Linked DNA regions of Sus scrofa: region 2 is linked to region 1. A link is a contact called in public HiChIP or PLAC-seq data. All regions are on one chromosome and are shown on one strand. The core of a region is the stretch at or near the end of the contact, and the rest is flanking DNA. Distances in the headings are between cores, read along the strand shown. Region 1 has its middle 9.9 kb from the start of ABCC8. Region 2 holds the start of KCNJ11 (ATP-sensitive inward rectifier potassium channel 11).

What was found. HiChIP or PLAC-seq counts read pairs in DNA pulled down with a chosen protein or histone mark.
Region 2: an H3K27ac HiChIP or PLAC-seq map of skeletal muscle shows a contact between it and region 1. The contact joins the promoter of KCNJ11 here to the enhancer-like site in region 1. A contact is called at or near these places in 9 of 47 Hi-C or Micro-C datasets (alveolar macrophages, embryonic fibroblasts, fetal heart ventricle and 6 more) and 1 of 2 datasets of contacts at active chromatin or transcription factors (skeletal muscle).

What each region holds. Positions count from the first base shown.
Region 1 is chr2:41,653,513-41,660,611 of Sscrofa11.1, reverse strand. No RefSeq gene overlaps it. Among named protein-coding and RNA genes, the nearest start is that of ABCC8, 9.9 kb to the left of the region's middle. Within about 2 kb of position 3,906, at least 1 of the 83 cell types and tissues checked has an H3K27ac peak or open chromatin away from gene starts, as enhancers often do. A contact at or near this core is called in skeletal muscle, where this site is marked.
Region 2 is chr2:41,751,998-41,758,919 of Sscrofa11.1, reverse strand. KCNJ11 (ATP-sensitive inward rectifier potassium channel 11) reads right to left here and starts at 2,283. Exons shown (of 1, transcript XM_005661104.3): 1 at 1-2,283. The coding sequence starts at 876. It overlaps ABCC8 (ATP-binding cassette sub-family C member 8), which reads right to left. Exons shown (of 40, transcript XM_005661102.3): 37 at 6,723-6,826; 38 at 5,557-5,690; 39 at 5,045-5,107; 40 at 4,296-4,539. The coding sequence ends at 4,402.

The DNA.
Region 1 (7,099 bases), core at 2,657-5,156:
AGTTTTCCCAAGATCACCCAGTTGGGAGTTGGTGGAGAAAAGACTCAAACCCAGTTAGGCCTGGCTTCAACACCTGCTCTATTATCTACTCCCTAAAGGGATGCTTGGGTGCTGAGGATTTTACTGCCTCTCAGACTGCATCTCCTGAGGAGGGAGTGCAGGCCCAAGGAATAGATCTCTGGGGAAAGCTTCATGTCCGTGACTTCTGCTTTTCTCTGTGGTAGAAACCAAAGGAAATGCTCCGTCAAGGTGACGGTCACTGGGATCATCATTTCAGGGGCCAGATGGGAGGACCTGAGTGTGAGAGGGCCCTGCTGCCCGGGTCCCACCTGTGAGTGAAGCAAGCTCACCTTCAGTGACTGGCTTTGGAGGCAACTTTCTTTACTGACAGAAGGGAAGGATTGCATATGAGCTGTGTGGGCTGAATATACGGTGGGTTGGCTGATCCTTCTCCCACTTGAGACCACACAGCAGCAGAATCCCCATCTGGCCTCAGCCAAAGAGGACACCTCTTTCTGGCTTGGTCTGGCCCCTAACAGGTGCCTCTGGCAGGCACAGCACAGCCTCAGCTGTCTGGGCCTGGGGGCCCTGTGGGAGCCGGGCTGGGACCAGGGGAGATGGGGGGTGCCGCTGAATCCCTTCCACCACCAGCCCTCACAGGAACCTCAGCTCCCTCCTTATCCTCCCCACAGGGACCTCAGCTTGTGTTCCCCAAGCAGAGGCTCCTGGACTCAAACTATGCTGGGGAAGTTCAGGTCCCAGTTCTACTCCTGACCAATCACCTGACCTTGGGCAAGTCAGCCTCCCTAAACTTCAGCAATGAAAGAGCAAGAGTAATCCCTCTCTCACAGATCAAATGTGTGAGAAAGCCTAGCGAACCGTAGATCTCCTATCAAGCTTTTCCATTCTTGGATCGGCTGATGGCTTCTTGTCCAAAGACAAGACACTGATCAAGACACTGATGCCCCCTTCTCTAGTTTTATTAAATACAATGGACCTATAACATTGCATAAATTTAAGATGTACAATGTAATTATTATCATTATATTTAGTAACAACCATCTCACACAGTTATAATTTTTTTTCTTGTGATGAGAATTTTAAGAGTTACTCTCTTTTCATATCAACTTTAAAATATACAATACAATATCGTTAACTATAGTCACCATGAATGTATATTACATCCCCAGAGCTTAGGTATCTTTAACTGGATGTTACAATTTGGACCACTTACACCTATTCTCCCCAGCCCTTAGACCCACCTGCCTCTACCTCCAGTAACCACCAATCTGTTGTTTCTATGAGTTCAGTTTTTTTCGTTCACACATAAATGAGGTCATACAGTATCTTTCTCTGACTTATTTAATGCCCACGAGGCTCATCCATTTTGCTGTAAAAGGCAGGATTTCCCCCCCCCCCTTTTTTTCTTTGCTGTTTAGACTGCACTTGCAGCATACGGAGGTTCCTAGGCTAGGGGTCAAATCGGAGCTATAGCTGCCTGCCTATGCCACAACCACAGCAATGCCAAAGTGGGATCCAAGCTGTGTCTGTGACCTACACCATAGCTCAAGGCAACGATGGATCCCCAACTCACTGAGCGAGGCCAGGGATTGAACTCGCATCCTCATGGATACTAACCAGATTCATTTCTGCTGCACCACAATGGGAACTCCAGAATTTCCTTCTTTTTATGACTAATATTTCCTTGTACGTGTATGTGTGTGTGTGTGAATATACATTTTCTTTATTCATGCATCGATGGACACAGGGTGTTTCCATGTCTTGGCTATTATAAATAATGCTGCAACGCTTATTGATTTTAATAATTGATCAAGTTCCTACCTGAAACTTAAGTGGACAAGAACAACGTGCCAAGCCCTGTATTGCATTATCTAGCTTCAGCGTTATGGCCCTTTAAAGCAGGTGCTAAAATCATCACTACACAGGTGAGGATAAGGCAGACGGGAAACTCACTGGCCCAAGGTCCCCCAGCAAGTAGGTAGCAGAGTTCAGATTCCCACTTGGAACATCCTGCTGAGAAACAGGGGTGGGCTGGGTAGGAGGGGGTAAGCGAGGAAGGCCAAAGCGGGGTGGGAGCTTTCCAGTTGGAGGGAGGTGTCAGGTGGTGGTGGATGAGGACTTGCCTGGAAGCATATCTGCAGAGCAAGCCCAAGGTCCTTATTAGACTTGGCCACTTGGGTGCGCACCTGTGCAGAAGTACACAGCCAGTGTCTTGGTGCACTGGTGAAAACTGGGTATGCAGATGGGGGTAAGTGTGGACATGCCTGCCCCTGTGGTTCTGCCTGCCACCTTCTGTCTGGAGCCTGGGCAAAAACGCCTCTCCAATCAGGCATGTAGAAACCTGAGAGGGAGGGAAGGGAGGAGAGTTGGGGATGAGAAAGATAGAGGCATCCAGACAGAGACTCACGGCCACTACCTAACATTTACCTGCGAGAAGGAAACATGGCTGAAGCCTTTGCCCTGTGTAGAGTTAAAGTCTATTTTTAGTAAAATTCATACATTAAAAATTCAAATTGGTGAATATATGTAATTTTAAGCTTTTGAGTAGCCAGTGTGCCCTTGAGAAGATAATCATTTAATGATGTGGGTGCTCTGAGACTTGGGCAACAGACAGAGCCAGGAGATATTTTGTTAAGAAGAGCGAGCCTAATAGTTTAGACAGAAGCATTACCTTTTCCACTGGAGCTGGAGAAATCAAAACAAATTCCTCTGCTGGTCCAGCCCCCTCATGGTAGAGGGTGTTGTGGTGTTACTTGCTCCCCTAATTGGGAAAAATAACTTGGCTCAGTCAATGGGTGCTCCGATCTGTAACAGAGGCAATTAGCCCGTCCATTAGGGCATTGATTGGGTATCCACTGTGTGCCAGCTCGTTTCCCCTGTAACCCTGAAAACTGAGTGTTTTTTGTGACCTTAGGAAACTGAAGCCGGGGGAGGCTAAGGACGTGCCCTGACTCACAAGCCAGTGAGATGCATAGCCTGCATCGAAACCCAAGTTCGGCCAGCTCTGGATCCCTCAAAGTGGGATCCCTGGACCAAGAGCATCTCTTAGGAATTTGTTAGAAAGGCAGATTCTCTGGCCCACCCTGGACTTATAAAATCTGAAACTCTGGGGGATGGAGTTGAGAAATTTATTTTGACAAGTCCTCTGGATGATTCTGATGCAGGCAGAATTTGCCTCCTGATTGGGAATAATAGATTGTCCTACACTCTGGGGCTCACAGTCTGGTTGAGAAAACAAGGTAAATATACACTTTTTTTTTTTTTTTTTTTTTTTTTTTTGTCTTTTTGCCTTTTCTAGAGCCGCTCCTGAAGCATATGGAGGTTCCCAGGTCAGGGGTCTAATCAGAGCTGTAGCCGCCAGCCTATGCCAGAGCCACAGCAACGCAGGATCTGTAGGTCTGTGACCTATACCACAGCTCACGGTCACGCTGGATCCTTAACCCACTGAGCAAGGCCAGGGATTGAACCCGCAACCTCATGGTTCCCAGTCAGATTCATTAACCACTGAGCCATGATGGGAACTCCCACTTATTTTTTTTTTAAAAGGTGACTAGGCTTGGAGAGTTAGCCTTCTTGAAACTTTAGCGGAAAGGCAGCCTTGAGGGGTGGCCCAGCCTGTGCAGGGATAGAAGGGGAGGCTGTCTGGCCGGGGAGGACTCTCAGTGTGTGTAAAGGTGGGGAAGCTGGGAACAGACTTTCCTGATGCAGTGAGGGAAGTGATGAGTCTTGCTGGGATGAAGCACCCTGAGAGGGGTCGTGGGGACAATGGGAGACTGGATTACTACTGCTCTGGAATTTCCAGCTAAGGAGCTCCCCATGTAGACGCTGCTCACTGTTCATTTGATAATGCACATTTAAGAAGCACCTGTTGGGTGTGCCCAGCACCAAGGCTGTGGCAGCTAAAAATGGGTGCCCTGACCCCTGACTGGCTGCTTCTAAGCTTTCAGCCCTGGGCTCAAATGTCACTTCCTCGTGAAGCCTTCCCTGACCCACTTGCTAGATGAGCCACTTAAAGGTCCCGCCCTTTGGTCTCCCAGCACTTTGGCCAGTCCCTGTCACTGCCTCTGCTACCCAGTACCCTGAAGATTTATCTGCAGGTCTGTACCTGCTCACTGGGGGCTGAGACTGAGTCCTTTTTTTTTTTTTTTTTTTGGCTTTCTAGGGCCTCATCTGTGGCATATGGAGGTTCCCAGGCTAGAAGTCAGATTGTTGCTGCAGCTGCTGGCCTACACCACAGCCCCAGCAATGCCAGATCCCAGCTGTGTCTGTGACCTACACCACAGCTCATGGCAACGCTGGATTCATAACCCACTAAGCAAGGCCAGGGAGTGAATCTGCATCCTCATGGATACTAGTCAGGTTCATTACCGCTGAGCTACCCTGGGAACGCCATGACTGAGTCTTATGTAGTAGCTTTGGTTCTGGCAGAGAGTAGGTGCTCAAATCTCAGTATTTGTTACATGAATGAATGATTGGACAAATGAATGAACAAATCTGTCAGTAATAATGTATCCTTGAGGGCATAACAGCTATGTGCTTGCTCAGCTAAATGGAAAAATGATGTCTATAAACTGGATTTAATTTTCTCATTGACTATGTCATATCATGGAGGCGCACTTGGTTTTTAAGAGATTTTTCTTCGTTCACTTGTTGGTATATGTCTATAGAGCACACACTGTGTGAGAGGCACCTTACTAAGTACCAGAGACGCAGTGGTGAACACAGAGCCTGCACTGAGGGGGCTCACTCTTTAATCTTTTGGGAGTTCCCAACCCCTCACTATTAAAGTTTTTGGGATTTTTTTTTTTTTTTTTTTGTCTTTTTGCCATTTCTTGGGCTGCTCCCACGGCATATGGAGGTTCCCAGGCTAGGGGTCGAATCGGAGCTGTAGCCACCGGCCTACACCAGGGCCACAGCAACACGGGTTCCGAGTCGCGTCTGCGACCTACACCACAGGTCACAGCAACGCCGGATCCTTAATCCACTGAGCAAGGTCAGGGATCGAACCCACAACCTCATGGTTCCTGGTTGGATTCGTTAACCACTGAGCCACGACGGGAACTCGCAAAAATTGTGGGGGTTTTTTACAAAATAAATTTTATTGGAGTATAGTTAACTTAGAAAGTTGTGTTAGTTTCAGGTGTTCAGCACAGTGAACCAGTTATACATATACATCCATCCATTGCTTTTCAGATTCTGTTCCCACATGGGCTAGTACACAGTGGTGGGTAAATTACCCTGTGCTATACTGTAGGTCCGTGTTACCGATCTATTTTATATATGGTATGGTGTATATGCCAATAAATTATTGGGTTTTTTTTAATCTGTCACCCCTTTATAGAATGGATTTAACTTCTTTGGGGTCAGAGAGACTTCTGAAAATCTGATAAACGCTTTGGATCACTTCTCCAAAATGAGATTCAAATGCTGGGACTTGTAAACCCTCCCTAAATCCATCCGTGGACCCTGTGTTAGGAGCTGCAGGCCTGAGGTGGCTCCCAGGTGGGTGTCTGTTGAGCTGGGCTGAAGGTATGGAGACCTAGCAGGTGGAATTTTGCCCCATGGTATCTGTCAATGTAATGGGGTCTGAACAGTAGAGTCTGAGCTGACTCACTGGTCTCGGTATTGCCCTAGACGGATGAAGAGTCTGTCGCCAGAGTGGCCAGCTGTGTGGCACACAGGCAGAGAGGGAGAAACTCTGCTTGCTCTGAGGTGGCTGCCTCCATTTCTTGCTGTGAGTCTTGCTAAGAACCTCCATGTCTACCTACCTGTGACCAGTGGTGTTGTATTTCCCTTCTGCTGTGGGGAAATAAAACTTCCTTGGGGAGTTCCTGTTGTGGCTCAGTGGTTAACGAATCTGACGAGGAACCATGAGGTTGCGGGTTCGATCCCTGGCCTTTCTCAGTGGGTTAAGGATCTGGCATTGCCGTGAGCTGTGATGTAGGTTGCAGACGCAGCTCAGATCCTGCGTTGCTGTGGCTCGGGCGTAGGCCGGTGGCTACAGCTCCAATTCGACCCCTAGCCTGGGAATCTCCATATACAGTGGGTGCGGCCATAGAAAAGACAAAACAAACAAACAAAAACAAAACAAACAAACAAAAAACTTCCTTGGACTTCCCAGTGCTCCTGTAAACAAAAAAGCCCCAGCCTCCTGAGACTTGGAAATGTATAAGATATAAAGGGGGAATTTGGGGGACTTCCCCTTGTGGCTCAGTGGTAACCAACCCAACTAGTGTCTGGGAGGATATGGGTTTGATCCCTGGCTTTGCTCAGTGGTTAAGGATCCAGCGTTGCCATGAGCTGTGGTGTAGGTCGCAAACGCGGCTCGGATCCCATGTTGCTGTGGCTGTGGCATAGGCTGGCAGCTATAGCTCCAATTTGACCCCTGGCCTGGGAATTTCCATATGCCAGGTTGTGGCCCTAAAAGACCCAAAAAATTTTCTTTTCCTAGAAGCATTTTGCCCTTTATGTACTATGAGCATTAGATCTGTTGCCATTTATCTGAACAACTGGTCTTACCCAAAAGGATAACAAAATGTATCCAGCGATTGCACATATGGGCATATGCCCGAGATCATTGAAAGCTGAATCTTGAAGAGATATTTGTATACCATGTTCACAGCAGCGTTATTCACTATAGCCAAAGGTAGAAGCAGCCCAAGGGTCCCTTGAGAGGTGAATGAATAAGCAAAATGTGGTCTATCAATATAGTGGCACATCATTCAGCCTTAAAATCATGTACTACAACGTGAGGAAGTTATTCTAAGTGAAATAAGCCAGTCACAAAAAGACAAATACTATATGATTCCACTCATATGACATACTTAGAATAGTCAAATCCATAGAGGGGTCTTGGGGAACCAAGGTCCTTAGTGGACCCTGCTTTGTGCCTGCCCAGCTGTATTCCAAGTCCTCTGTAACAGCATTCCTATTTTCCCTTTGGAACCCACTCCTTCCCTTCACTCAGTCCATGATGGGACTACACAAGTGGACATGTGACCCAGACCCAATCAGGGAAGGCTTTACCCCCAAGTCAAGCTCATCAGAGTAAATCTTTGGGATTTGGATGGAACTATTA
Region 2 (6,922 bases), core at 1,034-3,533, 100 kb before region 1:
TTCCACCACTCCTTCCAGGATGACAATGATCTCAAGGTCCTGATGGTGGTGCAGGTCACAGGGTGCCAAGTCGTAGAGCGGGCTCTTGGCGTCAATGATGTGGTAGATGATGAGGGGAGCCACCAGGAAGATGTTATTGCCGCCCACACCGTTCTCCATGGGGATGTCCACCTGGTGGAGGGGTACCACCTCGCCCTCAGGGCTGGTGGTCTTGCGCACCACCTGCATGTGGATGGTGGCGCTGATGATCATGCTCTTGCGGAGGTCACCCACCCGCAGCATGAAGCAGAGGCGGCCGTGGCGCACGGCGATGACCGCATGCTTGCTGAAGATGAGGGTTTCCGCCCGCCGGTGGGCCTGCGCAGTCTTCATGAAGATGCAGCCGAGCATGATGGCGTTGATCATGAGCCCCACGATGTTCTGCACAATGAGGATCAGGATGGCCAGAGGGCACTCCTCGGTCACCATGCGCCCGCCAAAACCAATGGTCACCTGGACCTCGATGGAGAAAAGGAAGGCAGATGAGAAGGAGTGGATGCTGGTGACGCAGGGCACAGAGGCGCCCTCGCCTGGGGCCAGGTCACCGTGGGCGAAGGCGATGAGCCACCAGACCATGGCAAAGAGCAGCCAGCTGCACAGGAAGGACATGGTGAAGATGAGCAGCGTGTATGGCCACTTGAGGTCCACCAGCGTGGTGAATACGTCCTGCAGGAAACGGCCCTGCTCCCGAATGTTCTTGTGGGCCACATTGCAGTTGCCGTTCTTGGACACGAAGCGGGCCCTCCGCTCGCGGGCACGGTACCGGGGCTCTGTAGGGTCCTCTGCCAGCCGCGTCAGCACATACTCCTCGGGGATGATGCCCTTGCGGGACAGCATGGCTCCAGCGACCACCAGGGAGAGGCCTCCCCCATGGGGGAGGGGCAGCCCCCTGACAGAGCCTAGGACTTACTCTGGGGTTCCCTCCCTGGGACCACCCTCAGTCTGCACTGGCCTCACTTCTGAGATGCCTCCCCAACCAGACTCATTATCACCTCCACCTGATCCCTGCTTCACTTCATACCAGTCTCACACCTCAGCCCACCTGCCCACTGCCTAGCGTACCCCCACTCTGCCTGTTCCCCACCTGGCGCCGGGTCCCAGCTCAGCTCTCCTCCCCCGCAGCTAACTACCCCTGGGCGAATCCCTAGGACCCCTTCTCCCCTCCCTGCTTTCCTTCTCACCTCACCTACCCCACCTGAGAACAGCACGCCTCTGGATCTCACCAACTGACCAGACCTCACACAATCCCCACCGTGTCTCCCGCCTCACCCATTTCTGTCCCAGGCTCCCTTCCAAGCTCCAGTTTCATACCGTCTCATCTCCAGGGTTGTTCCCTCTTTCCTACCCCACCCCCCCGTAGCGCTCTCGCCGCTCTTCGGATCCCCCGCCAGCTCTCGTCCTCTCGGTCTCTTTGGGACCCTGAGCCCTCCAGAGTCACCACCCGACCCAGCTGCACTTCAGATCCCCTTGCCCCCAGCGCGACCTGGCGGGGCTCACTCCGAGCCGCGGCCTCCCGGCTCCTCGCCGGCCGCACGCACGCCGGCGCCGCGCTCCGTCCCTGCCCCGCCCGCCCGTCGCCGCGGCACCTGCTCCTGCTCCTCAAACCGCAGTTGTCGTCTCCCCGCCCCCTCCTGCCGCCCGAGCGCTCGTGGCGGGCCGTCCTCCCGTCCGAATGTCGGTCAGTCGGTCCGCGGAGACCGACCTGTGCTGGGTGGGATATAAGATTGAAGACACCGGGCGCCCGAGGCGTGGCGTAGGGGCCGGGGGCCGCCAGGGGGAGCCCAACCCATTCCTGGGCTGGAGGGCGGGCGGGCACAGGCGCAAGCCCCGCCTCCCGCCATTCACCTTCCCATCACCTTCCTTCTCCCGGCTCCCAGTCCGGCTTTGGGACTTTTCCCAATCAGATGGACCGAAGAAGGTCGTCCATCCCATACGCGAGGAAATTAGGGCGAGGCGAGGTGGGGCGGGGGCATGAGGAGAGTGGTGACCCGCCTACCCAGCCTTGGAAACGAAGCCCTGCCGCCTGCTCTCAGTTTTCCCTTCCTCAGTTGGGTCAACACCCGCCTGCACTTTGCGGGTTTCCAGCGAAAGGAGGTACTGAGGGGCTGTGTCACCAACCTGGTGACTGCGGATGATAGGGTGGCCCAAGGACTTCTCAACTGATCGCTTCTTTTCTTTGGAGATGCTCTTAATCTTTTCTGAGTTACGGATCCTTTGAGAATCTGATGAAAGCCACACATTAACCTCCCCAGAAAAAAAAAAAAAAAAAAAAAAAAGGACCTTAGTAAGTGTAGAAACAAAGTTTTAATACCCACTACTGAGAATACTGGATGCCGCAGCCCAGAAACCTGGGTAGTTGCATCTTCTGAATCATGACCCACACTTCCAATCCCACCCCTGTATTTTAAAGAGGCTTTGAGTCACTTGCTTTGCAATTCCTTACATCTGCAGCCAGATTCCTTCTACCTTAGGCTGGAGGCACCTGGGTTTGAGGGGCTGTGTTCAGGCTGGTTTAGGCACTGGGGGTCCCAGGCTCGGCCTGAACGGGAGTGGTGTTTCTACTTCAGGCATCAGCCTAGGGTTGTTCTGTGGCTTGGGCTCCCTCTACTACTTATGGTAAGTATGGTCTTGGGATAAATTACCAGAGATATAGTGCTTCAGGTGGGGAGGAGAAAACAGGTTGAGTAGGGAGCTCAAGGAGACAGAGTCACATAGGAAACTTCTGGGGTAACTACAGCTGTTCAGCCATCAGAAAAAGAATCTTGGAAAGCCTTCCCAGGGAGTTTGGGAAACCCCTGGGGTCCAAGGATGATGGACTGGTCGTTTTGTGTGGGCCAAAGTATAGAACCAGTGTAGACACCGAGTGGAACAGAAGTAGGCTTTGTTCTTACATATGAAAGAGTTAGTTCTAATGACCAGGGATGACTCACATCTGTGGGGTATCCAAATCAAAGCTGGCCAACCATCAGGGGTGCTATAGAGGGGTTGGTCTGAGATGGCCTTGGGCATCTCTGCAAGACTTCAGTGTGGGCCATGCCATGCCTCAGTGCCCATGCTTCTTCCCTTCAATCCCTTGGTGGGGGGAAGGAGGGTTGGTGGAATCCTCTTCTCCCTCCTCAGGCTCTGCTTCTTGGAGGCCCAACAGTGGAGGGGGCGGCTTGGCCCCCAGAGACATCTCCGAGCTAGAAAGGCTAGGACTTGCCTCACGGTGTGGCCTCAAGGCCTCAGCTGTTCCTTGCTTCACCCTTTCCTCCTAAAGCCCCCCACCTAAAGAGCTCAGCCTCCTCCTGCTCTGCTCCTCATACTCGTCTCCCCCCAACTCTCTACTTGTCAGGTTCATTGCTCTCTCGAAAACCTTCTCCAATTCCCCTTTGGGTGTAGTCTTGTCCTGGCATTCAAGACTCTCTGATCTTATTCCTCCTCCCACTGTGGGCCCTTCTTTCTATCTCTCTGCTTGTCTAATTCCCACCCTTCCCATGCCCAACCTAAATTCTGCCTCTCCCAGGCAGCCAGCCAGGCCTCACACAACTCTCCCTCCTGAGCTCCTCTGACTCCTGGAACAAGCAGAAAGCTCTGCTGGGCCCCTCTCCAATGACTGGTGGGCTTTCCTTATGTTATATGATTCTGAGCACCTTGCAAGCAAGAGGGTTGCAGGCCCATGTCTCCTAGGTCCGCACCTCAGGGCCAAGTACAGCCAGTACTGAAGGCAACATGTAAATGATATCAAAATGATATGTAAATGAGCACCTTCCATTTCTTGGCTGAGGACAGGTGTGCACTCCTGTTTCATGATGCACATAGGACTCTGAGAGCAGCTATAGGGGGGTTTTATACCCCCCCAGTGCTTGGGCCTCAGCATCTCCCAGTCACCACCTGGCTGACTTGTGCTATATGTACTGTGGTTTCTCCCTCTTCTGAATGTCCCTGTACATGGGATGGAGATGGGGACATGTGATTCAGGCCTAGCCATTGTAGCCCTCTGACCACAGTGATTGGGTGGGAGTGGGATGGGATCCAAGTTGGTCCATTGAGATTTGCTCCCAAGATTTTGGCTGGAACTATTGGGAAAGAGTGTCTCTTTTTTGGAGGGCTATAAGCCGAAGGAGCTAATGGCCATCTATGGGGAAGGGAGAAGAAGATGGAACCCATCACCCCTGATGTCAAACACCTGGATCCATCCATGCCTGAAGTAGTACACCTCCTGGTTCCACTGGACCCACAGCCTGCCCTAGTCCCTTTCCACCAGACCCACGGCCTTCAGTAGGAAATAACCCATCTCTTTATTTACAAGTGATTTATAGTTAGAAAACCCAGGCAGGAGGTGGGGCAGGGTGGGGCATGGGATGGCCCTCGGGCGGTGGGTCACTTGTCTGCACGGACAAAAGAGGCGAAGACGCTGTCCTTCTGGCTCAGGAGCTTCTCGGGCTTGTCAAACTCGAGGATGGCGCCACGCTTCAGGACAATCACCAGGTCTGCACTCAGGATGGTGTGCACGCGGTGCTGGGCGGGCAGGAGGGGCTGTCAGGGTGGCGGGGACAGGGCTGGGGCAGTTGAGGGCATCCCTCCTGCACTTGGACGAGGAGTCATGTGGCCAGGATGTTCTTTCTCTGTGGTGACGGCCCTTTCCTGGGGCGACTCCAAGCCCTCCATCTGCTAATGCCACCCTCTCCCTCACCGAGACTTAGCTCTGCCCCCACCTCCAGGCTTCAAGACTCAGAGATCCACCAAGGCCCCCATCTCCCATTTGCTCTGGGAAAGGGGTGGGCCTTGGAACCTAGAGACAGCAGGGAGGTTTGAGGGGGGTGCAGGTGCAAAGCCTCCTACACCCCAGATCCTGCAATCCAGGCTCCCCGAAGCCCGCCAGACCCCTTGCCCTGCACTGCTCCATGGTCTTCTTGCGGTTACCAGGCACAGGTGAGCCCAGACGCTGCTCTCTGATTGACAGCCTCAGAGGGCAGCCCTCTCTCTGGGTGTCCCGCCCACACCCCCTCAGGGGGCTCCTTACCGCGATGGTGACCACAGTGCGGTCTGCAAAGGCCGTCATCACCACCTTCTGGAGGATGTTTTCCTGCCAGGTGGGAGCAGCAGCTGTTGGCTCACCTGCCCAGTTGGTGCCGATGGGCCTGGCTTTGGGGATGTGGGGCCCAGGTTTGTGGCCCAGCTCCCACGTGACCCCCACCCCCCGGCTCTAATCCTCACAAGACCAAGCAGGTTCCCAGGATTCAGGAGCTGGACTCAGCCTGTTGGGTGGCTGGCTGTGTGCATGTGTGCATCCTGAGTGTGTCTGAGTGTGCTGTCTGGTAGGGGATGGGTGTGAGGTCTGTGGGTCCGTGTGCACCTTGTGTGTATGGCTGCTATGCCCTGATACTACCTGGAGTCAGCCGTTCACCTTTTCTGCCCCAAATGACCCTTGATGTTAAAAGCAACTTGAACTTCAGGACTACTTTGTGCAAACTTCTCCCTAATATCCCTGGAAACTCCCAAAACCCCCAGCCCATGGGGGCATCCAGCACTGACCGTGGCCATGTCAATGGAAGCCGTGGCTTCATCCATGATGAAGATGCTGGTTTTCCTCACGAAGGCCCGGGCCAGGCAGAACAGCTGCCTCTGGCCCTGGCTGAAGTTCTCCCCACCTTCCGTGATGATGGCATCTGAAAACAGCCCCCAGGGAAGCAGGGCAGGGCTGAGTTCATTCTTTTTTTTTTTTTCCTTTCTCATCTTTTTGCCTTTTCTCGAGCCACTCCCACGGCATATGGAGGTTCCCAGGCTAGGGGTCTAATCAGAGCCATAGCCACCGGCCTACACCAGAGCCACAGCAACACAGGATCCGAGGCACATCTGTGACCCACACCACAGCTCACGGCAATGCTGGATCCTTAACCCACTGAGCAAGGCCAAGGATCGAACCCGAAACCTCATGGTTCTTAGATTCGTTAACCACTGCGCCACGACGGGAACCCCTGAGTCTATCCTGTGTTGTGAGTTTAGTGGATGGTGTGGCTTCGGAGTGTCAAGAAACGGGTGTACAGGAGCAAATATGTAAGTATGCATGTGGGTGCCGGTGTGTGCAGGGTTGCTGCACCTTTACACAACGCAGGTGCCATCTGCAGGAGTCACAAGGAGAAGAGCGCCCCCTGGAGTTATGCGTGGCTGTGACCCTGGGGGTTCTGGAGGGAGCATGTCACGGAATGTATAGGTGCTGCTTGTGTGGGAGTCTTGGTGGGGAGATAGTCTAAAGTCAAGGCTTGGCTGGCCCCCTACTGCCCCAGGGGCTGCAGCAGAAACATCAGGGCTCTGCTGACCTCCGGGATGGGGACAGGGTCTTCCCAGTAGCCTTGCTGAGTGACTTGAGCCTGTGACCCTGCCTGGTCAGTCTTTTCCTTCCTCAGGGCAGAACTGGGTAGGCAAGTGGACAGGGAGACCAGGGCTGAATATACTTGTCACATACTTGGGAAGTGACCAGTATCCTGCAGGAGGGACCAGATCCTGAACGGACCAGGTGTGTGACCTATGACAAGTCCTTTGACCTCTCTGAGCTCCTGCATGGTGAGAAGTAGAACTTATTGGTCTCTGGGATCCTGCCAGATCCTAGACTCAAAACTCTGGGCAAAGCTAAGACGTGGGTGTGAGTTTTCCCTCCCCAGCCCCTACAGGTACCCAACCAGTGCTCAGCTAGTAGTTACCGAGGCCCCCCGGCAGCGCCTTCACCACCAGCTTCAGCTGGGCTATCTCCAGGGCCTCCCACAGCGTGCTGTCAGAGCACTTCTTCTCTGGGTCCAGGTTAAATCTGGAGGGTGACACAGAAAGCCCTCAGGGAGGGGACCAGTGTCCTGGCTCCATCCGCGGGGGACATGCAGAGGGTTAAGGCTGGTGAAGGGTTCAG